Linked DNA regions of Bos taurus: region 1 is linked to region 2. Evidence: chromatin contacts called from public Hi-C data. All regions are on one chromosome and are shown on one strand. The core of a region is the stretch at or near the end of the contact, and the rest is flanking DNA. Distances in the headings are between cores, read along the strand shown. Region 1 has its middle 20 kb from the start of C12H13orf46. Region 2 has its middle 14 kb from the start of GAS6.

Region 1 (4,264 bases), core at 754-3,253, 35 kb before region 2:
CCTGGAAACCTCCAGCCTGGTCTGTGCCCCCCAAACCAGGGACTTCCCTGGCCTGGAACACCAGCCCTGGCTCCTCTGTTTTCACCGGAATAGTTGAGGGTCCTGCCGGGGCGGCTCCGGCATCACCCGGGCCGCTGAGCGGCGGGCGGGGAGGGGCACTGGGTGTGGGTCTGACAAGTCCCAGGACAGCCTGCAGCCCAGCTGCTGACACACGTGATCCTGGCCCCAGTCACACCTCTGGCCCGACAGGACAGGACAGGATGAAGCAGGGCAGCTCAGACACCACGGCCCCTGCAGGGGTGCTCACTTAACCTACAGCTGACTCAGCTGACTACCTGACCCCGCTAATAACCTAACCCACCTTACTTCTCAATCCAGCTGACCACCTACCCAGCTGACCATGTTCCATACCAACTACCTAGCCCTTCTAACTACTTAACCCAGCTGACTACCGATCCAGCTCACCACCTGCCCAGCTGACCATCTGCCGGGTCCCTCTAGACCAGCGGCTGGCTCCCTGGGTGAGGGTTCTGCTTGTCACAGGGACAGTCCCTGGGCAGCCCCCAGCACGCTCAGACACCACCCATCCCCCACCCCCACCCCCCTGCCATGGAGAACAAGCTGGCTGCATTGTGGATGTGAAGACAGAGCCGTGGGAGCCACACCGACGCCATGAGGTGACTCCAGAGGGGCGTGCAAGGCTCTGCGTGCCTGCGGACGTCTGCCCTCTTGCTCTGTGAGCCTCCGCAGCTGGAGTGGGCTCACCCAGATGACCTTCTCTTTCCCTCTTTCCCTGTCACTTATCTAGGGAAGGTTTCCTGAAAGCGGCGCTGTCCTCGTCCCTGTTTGCTTGTTTACACAGGCGGCTGTTTCCACTGGCCCGGCTCGCACACACGTGCCACTCTGGGTGACAATACGCCAGCCCGAGTCTGCTGCTCACGGCGTCTGTCTGTGGCTGCTGGCCGCACTCCCAGGGTGTGCCCTGTGTCTGCTACAGGCTCTTACTTTCCTAATTAATTAAATTGGGGAACATTTCCTGGCTTTCTGGCCCCACAAGATATTCCAGGCTCAGCTTGTGTTTTCCCTGACCCAGTGGGGAGTGGGACAGGTGGGGGCACCCATTCAAAAACGACAGCTCACAGGGGAGATTCCAGGCATCACTGAGAAAGCTGAAAAGATGTGCTGTAGGAACATAGAGAGCAAGGGCACCCTCTCCCCACGGAGGAGATGGGGGCCTCCAGGCCAGCCAGCAGGGCAGCTGCGGGTCCAGGTTGGGGACACCACTGTGATCCTAAGGAAGGAAGGAAGGGCAGGCAAGCTTCCAGGGGCCTGAGGCTCCAGCTCAGTCTTCCCCTCACACGGGGAGCAGGTGGGCAGCAGGCCCTGTACCCCAAGTCTGCGGCATCCTCAGCTCATGGGTGCCCTGGGAGAGTCCAGAACATACAGCTACTTGCCTGGAAGGCAGCCCTCCCCCCAGAGCCTGAAAACGTTCTTCCTGAGAAACTCGGGCCAGCCTCCCATACCTGGCCTATCACACCTGACCTCCCACACCTAGCCGCCCACACCTGGCCTCCTATACCTGCCCTCCTCTGCCTGGCCTCCCACGGCTGGCCTCCCACACCTGGCTTCTCCCACCTGACCTCCTATACCTGGCTTCCTATACCTGGCCTCTCCTGCCTGGCCTCTCACACCTGGCCTCCCACACCTGGCCCCCCACACCTGGCCTCCTCTGCCTGGCCTCCCACACCTGGCTTCTCCCACCTGGCCTCCTATACCTGGCTTCCTATACCTGGCCTCCCACACCTGGCCTCCCCTGCCTGGCCTCCTCACCTGACACCTGCTCCTTGAGACCCTGGCCTCTCCCCCACAGTGACTCTCACCCAACACTCACCAGCACCTCAGTGGATGACCCATTCGGTGCTTGTGTGACACTTCTGGAACAGGCACTGCCATTCGCTCTGTGCTGTCCATGGCTGGGGCCATGGAGAGGTCAGCACACTGGCCAGGGCCACGCAGCACACGAGCTGGCCAGCAGCTGTGAGGTCGGTTGGGGCCTGACCCTGCCTCCTGTGCTCGTGCCCGTTCACAGCTCGGGAAACTGAGGCAGCCTCCAGGCCTCTCACCAGGGCCTGCAGAGACCCTGGTCCTGCCTCCCTCAGGGGTGTCCCCGCCCCACTCTGGGAGGTTGCCCCATCTTGAGCACACACGTGCAAGGCTGAGGCTGGTGCTGTGTTCAGGAAGGCTCTGCTGTAGGGCAGCTGAGCGTCCAGAAGGGATGGGGTGGCAGGTGAGGGCCACCAGGAAGGTGCTGGCCACGGGGCTGGCTGAGCCAGGGTGGAGATAGGAGGGGAGACTGCATTCCTGGAGCAAGCGTCAAGGTGGGCTGCGTGGAGACCCCTCCCCCGAGGCACCTGTATCTGAACCCTCGGACCGAAGGGGACATCACCTCACCGGGGCCAAGGACTTGGCGGGTGGGATTAAGGCGGGGCTCCTGTTCTGTAGAAGTGGGCCACTGCACCAGCCGGGCCAAAGGGAAGGCAAGGGAAGGCTGGGCCGGAGGCAGGCGGGGCCGGAGACGCTGTGCTGTTGGGTGTGGGCCCCGAGGTCAGGCCGCCCGTGCTGGGAAGAGAGGATCCCCGAAGGTGGCCTTGCAGCTCTCGGAGCCCAGCACAGCCTCGACTGACCCCCAGCTGCTAACGGGGAGGCACTGAGTCGACGGAATCTTAAGCTGTGAAGCCTGTGATCAGCCAGAGCTGCTCCCTTGGGGCTGAGCCGTCACCCTGGGGCCTGGCCGGCTACGAGGAGAATGCAGAGTCCAGGGCCGCAGTCCCAAGCCAGGACCCTGGAGCCTGCCTGGCGGCTCAGGGCTGAGACATGCTGGACTCTGGCCTGGACAAACATGGGCTCTGCAAGCAGCAGGGGCTGAGTGCAGGACAGGGAGTCCCTACCATGAATCCTGCTTCCCTTCCCGCTCACCACCCCACCCCCACTCCCCACCCCCCCAGCCCCAACTCCCCATCCCCACCCAGGGCTTGTCCCTGACGGACCCACACTTCCTGGCACTTGTGTCTGTGTTTTCCAACTCTGAGCTCTTGAAAAATCCTCTGAACCTGGTGGAAACCTATTGCGGGTGAGTGTCTTTTCCGCAAGCACTAAGGAGCTTCACGCGGGTTGCAGTCCTGCCTTCACCAGCTCGTCCTGCACAGCCCTGCTGGGTTTTAGGAAGCTAGTCATTTGTGCAAATTCCATGCAGCAAGGGGCTTTTCCGATTGTGATCACAGTTTGCAAAGTTGCTGAGTTTCAGCTGACCTTTGGCGCCAGGCCTGGCGTGGAGAGGGCGCTCCACGGCTGTGTGCACGCTTGTGCAGCCGAGGCGTAGCCCTCCGTGCCAGGTACTTCTCCGGGGGAGCAAAGAGAAGATGTGAAAACAAACGCGCGTCCAGGCCTCCAGCAGCTCACAGCCAACAGGAGCCCCGAGCCTCCTGAGTGCAGTTTACCGCAAACAGCAGTTGCCACGGCAACAGAAAGCAGGCGGCGGGGCCAACAGCACCCCCAGTTTGGCTGCTGAGAGACAGATGTCTGGGAGATCAGGCTCCCAACCCTTTCCTCGCTAAAGGGGAAGAAGCTGGATCTTCTGGGAGAGATTTAAGAGGACAGTCTGAAATCCAGCAAAAGCAAGGGCTGTGGAAAGAGGCAGGCTGCCGGGCCAGAAGCCAGCCCCCCAAGGCTTTGTTTGTTCTGGCCTCGGCCGGGCTGCGCTTTGCAGCAGGCAGACAGAGGCCAAACCTTTACTGGTCAAACAGCGCATGGGGGCCAAGTTTGCTAGGAGAGAAAACAGTGGCCCGGGGCCAAAGGCGGCTTTTGGGAGCTGTTTTCCACTTTCCCTCCAAGCAGCTGGAGGTCCTGGGGCGGAGGCTCCCGGCAGCATCATGCCTGAGGACTGGGTCCTGACCTGGAGCTGAGGCCCCAGGGAAGCAAGGAAGGGCCTTCCCGTACTAGGACCCCAGGCAAGACTGGGGGTTGGGGTCGGGGAGAGGGAGGCCCGCTGATTCTGTGAGCAGGTGGAGAGGGGAGCTGGGCGCCAGGCCCTCCCGGGATGCTCCTCCATGGCCCTCACCTGCCCAGGCCCAGCAGCCCCATCCCGCAGCAGAGGGTGGGTCTCTTCCCATACCTTCGCTCCGGATGGCTGCAGGAGACCCTCCACCAAGGTGCCTGGCCAGGGGCACCACGGCACTAAGCAGTCAGCACTTCACGAGTGGCCTAT
Region 2 (4,095 bases), core at 1,046-3,545:
CAGGGGGTTCTGAAGCCAAATCTGGTGAAGGATGACCTGCCTTAGGTCATCCAAGGACGTTCAGCTGTCTCAGGCCACAAGGACACTCGTTTAAGAACAATGTCTCCTACAAGGCAGATCAGACCCGAAACCACAGACGTCTGTGCTGCCGGCGGCTCTTCTAAACCAGTCGCCCAAGAGATGGGGTCCTGAGGACCTGCAGAGCTCTGACATCAGACAGGGTTTTCAGCTAGAAAAGGGGATGAGGGTAGCCCTGGAGCCTGCAAACCTGATTCGACTCTGGCCTCACAAAGTTTTTAGCTCTGAGACCTTGAATAACTTATTTAACTTGGTGTCAGATACTTCATCTGTGAAACAGGTATAGCAACACTTAAAAGAAAAGGCTAACACTGAGGAGTCAAAATAAGATATTTAAGTGATAAATCATTGAACAAACTATCCATCCGGGTAAAGCAAAATTCCTACACTTTATTCTTCATCCCATGTATTAGAATACATTTCAGATGAAGCAAGGATTGGATTTGAAAGAAGAAAGGAAAGAAGGGAAGCAACAGATGGAAACATGGTTTTTCTGCTGTCACGTTTCTACAGCTCTACAATCTTGAAAGGAAAAGAGGCTGCTCTAAGGGAGACCTGGTCACCTCTCTGGATACAAATCCAGAGCACTGGAGAAAAGGCTAATACATTAATAGCTTCATTTTGAACTCTGTCAGATGATACCCGTACAGCCGGGGCTTCCTGGGTGGTGCTAGTGGTAAAGAGACGTGGGTCCCATCCCTGGGTCGGGAAGGTCCCCGGGGGAGCGAATGGCAACCCTCACCAGTATTCTCGCCTGGGAAATCCCAAGGACAGAGGAGCTTGGTGGGCTAGAGTTGGCTGGGACACAGAGTCAGACACGATTGAAGCAACTTAGCACGCCCACACGCATCCTACACCCAACAATAATACTTTACATTTGTTATATGTATGGACAGAACTCTTTCGCACACAAGCAGCCTTTTGAAATAAACATAATAAAGAAAAATGGGGGAAGTTTTCTGTACACTTGACCAAAGAGCAGTCATTTCCTTCAAGTATAAAAGGTATAGAGGAGAACAGGCTCCACTGCATGGCAGCAGCCCCCGTGAGCCCGTCTTGCCAAACATAACGAGGAGAGATTCCCGATACAGCAGAAGACCAAGTGCTCACAGGTACCGCAGCGCCACAGAGAGCAGGCAGCCGCTGGACCCTTGTGAAGACGGAGCTGTTCTCTGGCTCTGCCGCCCCCGGCGCCCCCGGCGCCCCGGCCTCCGCACCCCGGCCCCGCTGCCCTCCGCACCCCGGTCCCCGCCGCCCCGGCCCGCCGCCCTCTGTGCCCCAGGCCCCGCCAGCCTCTGCCGCCCTCCGCACCCCGGCCCCCACTGCCCTCCGTGCACCGGCCTCCGCTGGCCTACCTCACCCTCGGAGCCCCGGCTGCGACACTGTCCACAATGTTACCGCTGGAGGGGAATGCAGAAGAGGGCACGGCAGTCTCTCTGCTTTACTGTTTACAACTGAGCCTGAATCTTCAATTACCTCAAAGATTAAAAATTTAATTAAAAATCAATTTCTGTTGTTTACAGGATTATAGAAAAAATTAATCCATAAGGTCACTGAGATGTGTGGAGACACATGTACAGAAAGCCTTTGACAAAATTCGACATGCATGATTTTAAAAACCCAGCAAACTAGATGAACCCGCAATAGAAGAACTCAGCAAAATAGAGGATAGTTGCTTCAGGTGATAAAGGGCATTTGAAGAATCTAACACTTAATATAATGATAACAGTGAAACAGCAAACAGTTTTCTCTTAAGATGGGAAACAAGGCGAGACGCTGCTGCTGTTGCTGCTGAGTCGCGTCAGTTGTGTCCGACTCTGTGTGACCCCAGAGACAGCAGCCCACCAGGCTCCCCCATCCCTGGGATTCTCCAGGCAAGAATACTGGAGTGGGTTGCCATCATTGCTCCCTAATTCCCCAGCGCGGGGTGGAGAGGCAGCTGCTGCAATATTTCAAGAAAGATGACAAGCATCTCAGCAGATGCCAGAGGTCAACGGTCCGTTCCTCTCAGCTCCTCAAGCTGACACACCGCTTCTAGCTGTCCTCAAGTCCAAGGCAGATAAAAGGCTGGGCTAGTGGATGCTCGTCCTATGAGTTCCCTTCCGCTGAAACATGGAAGGGTTTGGCGAGCAGAGCTCCTGCGTGCCACACTGACCCTCTGGTCAGTGAACCGGCTGGCAGCAAGCTTGTCCTGCTGACAACCCCTTCGTCCTCAGCCGAAGCCCTCACCATGACCATGTGAGAGGCGCGTCCACGGGCTGTGGCTGGGCTCCAGTGCTCATGGGGTAAGCCGGTCAGACTCAGGAGCCACAAGGGGCTCCTTCAGGTAAGTCACTTTGGAGACGCCCGAGGTCTCCCCCAGACCCCTGCCTCCAGCCCCAGCCTCAGTCCCCACTCAGGGCACACGCCCCATGCATCCTCTCAGGCTGCAGCTGGAGCGCCCCCCCAGGCTCATCTCCTCCCCCAGGCCCACCCCAGGTGGGAGGAAGCCGCCTCCCCAGAGCCACCTCTCACACCACTGTCAGAGCCCACACTCCAGGTGTGTCATCTGGACAATTTATTGGCCAAGATCTGCCCCATTGAAGAAGGTAAGTTCTTTGCAAAAGGCCCTATATTTAAATTTTTAATTTATTTTGTGCCTCTCATCTCCACATCTCCCATGGTTCCTGGAGGACGATGATGTGAACTTGGTAAATAATCGTCAACTCAATGAATGGACGCAAGAAGCCTGGGAGAGGGTCCAGGTGAGGACGGGGTTGGGGCTGCAGGACTTGGGGGGCACAGCTGACGGGCCCCGAGCCTCTCACACGTGATCCCCCAGGGAGAGGCGGTGGCAGCTGCACCATGACCCTGACCCTGAAGTCCCCAAGCCCACCCCGCCCTGGAGCACGGGTGGATCCAGGGCCCAGAATCCCATCTCTAGATGGCCACAGATGCGGGGGCAGCCCCAGCGCATGAATGTCTGTCTGAAAGGTCACTTCTCACAGGAACTATGGCTGCATGTCTTATCAGCGGCTGATGACACAACTGTTTATCATGACATTGTTTCGAACCGTTCACGCTGGCACAGAATCTCAGCAAAACTGCCTGATGGAGCCTGGGAGCCCCTGAGTCCAAGGGCACCCTGGGGAGGCGTCTGCTCACCTGGTGCAAAGCTGTTCGGGGTTTCCAATCCACCCCCGATCTGCGAATGCACCCTTGTGGCCAATAGGACTGTGGACGTGGAGGCTCTGAAGCGGGCGACGGTACCAATGGCCCCGGGGCGAGTGTAACCTCAGAGTCCTGACGAGGGAAGGAGGGAGGCAGGCAGGTCGGAGTCAGGGAGGCCTCAGGGCTGCAGGGAGCTGACCCTGACTGCGGACTCGACCGACGCCCAGAGCTCGTGTTCGGGCTGCAGGCGGGAGCTGACCCTGTACCGTGGACTCGACCGACGCCCAGAGCTCGTGTGGTTCCACCCCCACCCCCACCCGGGACGAGGACGGTGAGCCTGGGGGTCGGGGACTCAGGGCCAGAATGGCGGTCACAGCCACGCGCACATTCAGAGCTGAGCTTCAGGACTTCCTGCCGATACAGGTGCTCCCGCGGGTGGGTGGGTGGGCGGGTGGGCAAGGGGGCCTGGGGGTCAGGGGTCACTGCAGACCCCTGGGAAGGAAGGCTTCCGGGCAGCCAGCTCCCATGAACACTTCACATGCTTGTAGCCTCAGTCAAGTTCATCCAGGGGAGCTGTCATGGCCCCAGTGCAGGGTCCCAGCCCACCTCTCCATCCGGCCTCTGCTCCCCCCACACACCCTGCCTCCACTCTTGGGCACAGACACTCCCTCGGGCGGAGGGCAGCCAAGTTCCTGACGGTTTGGGCCCCATCCTCTGGCCCCAGTGTGTGGGCATGCCTCCCAAGGTGCCCTGGGCCACGCCTGACCCCCTCCCTGGGCCCAGCCCAGTGTCTGGCCTGGCCTGGACCAGAAGACAGCAAAAGAGCCGCTGAAACAGCGAGAAACCCCCGGAGAGACAGCCGGGGAA

Evidence for each region. A called contact is a pair of places that touch in the nucleus more often than the background predicts.
Region 1: a Hi-C map of liver shows a contact between it and region 2, with 3 times the contacts expected there. The contact joins two enhancer-like sites. A contact is called at or near these places in 2 of 11 Hi-C or Micro-C datasets (liver and skeletal muscle).

The regions. Positions count from the first base shown.
Region 1 is chr12:86,885,335-86,889,598 of ARS-UCD2.0, reverse strand. No RefSeq gene overlaps it. Among named protein-coding and RNA genes, the nearest start is that of C12H13orf46, 20 kb to the left of the region's middle. Within about 2 kb of position 2,003, at least 22 of the 102 cell types and tissues checked have an H3K27ac peak or open chromatin away from gene starts, as enhancers often do. A contact at or near this core is called in liver, where this site is marked.
Region 2 is chr12:86,850,776-86,854,870 of ARS-UCD2.0, reverse strand. No RefSeq gene overlaps it. Among named protein-coding and RNA genes, the nearest start is that of GAS6, 14 kb to the right of the region's middle. Within about 2 kb of position 2,295, at least 3 of the 102 cell types and tissues checked have an H3K27ac peak or open chromatin away from gene starts, as enhancers often do. A contact at or near this core is called in liver, where this site is marked.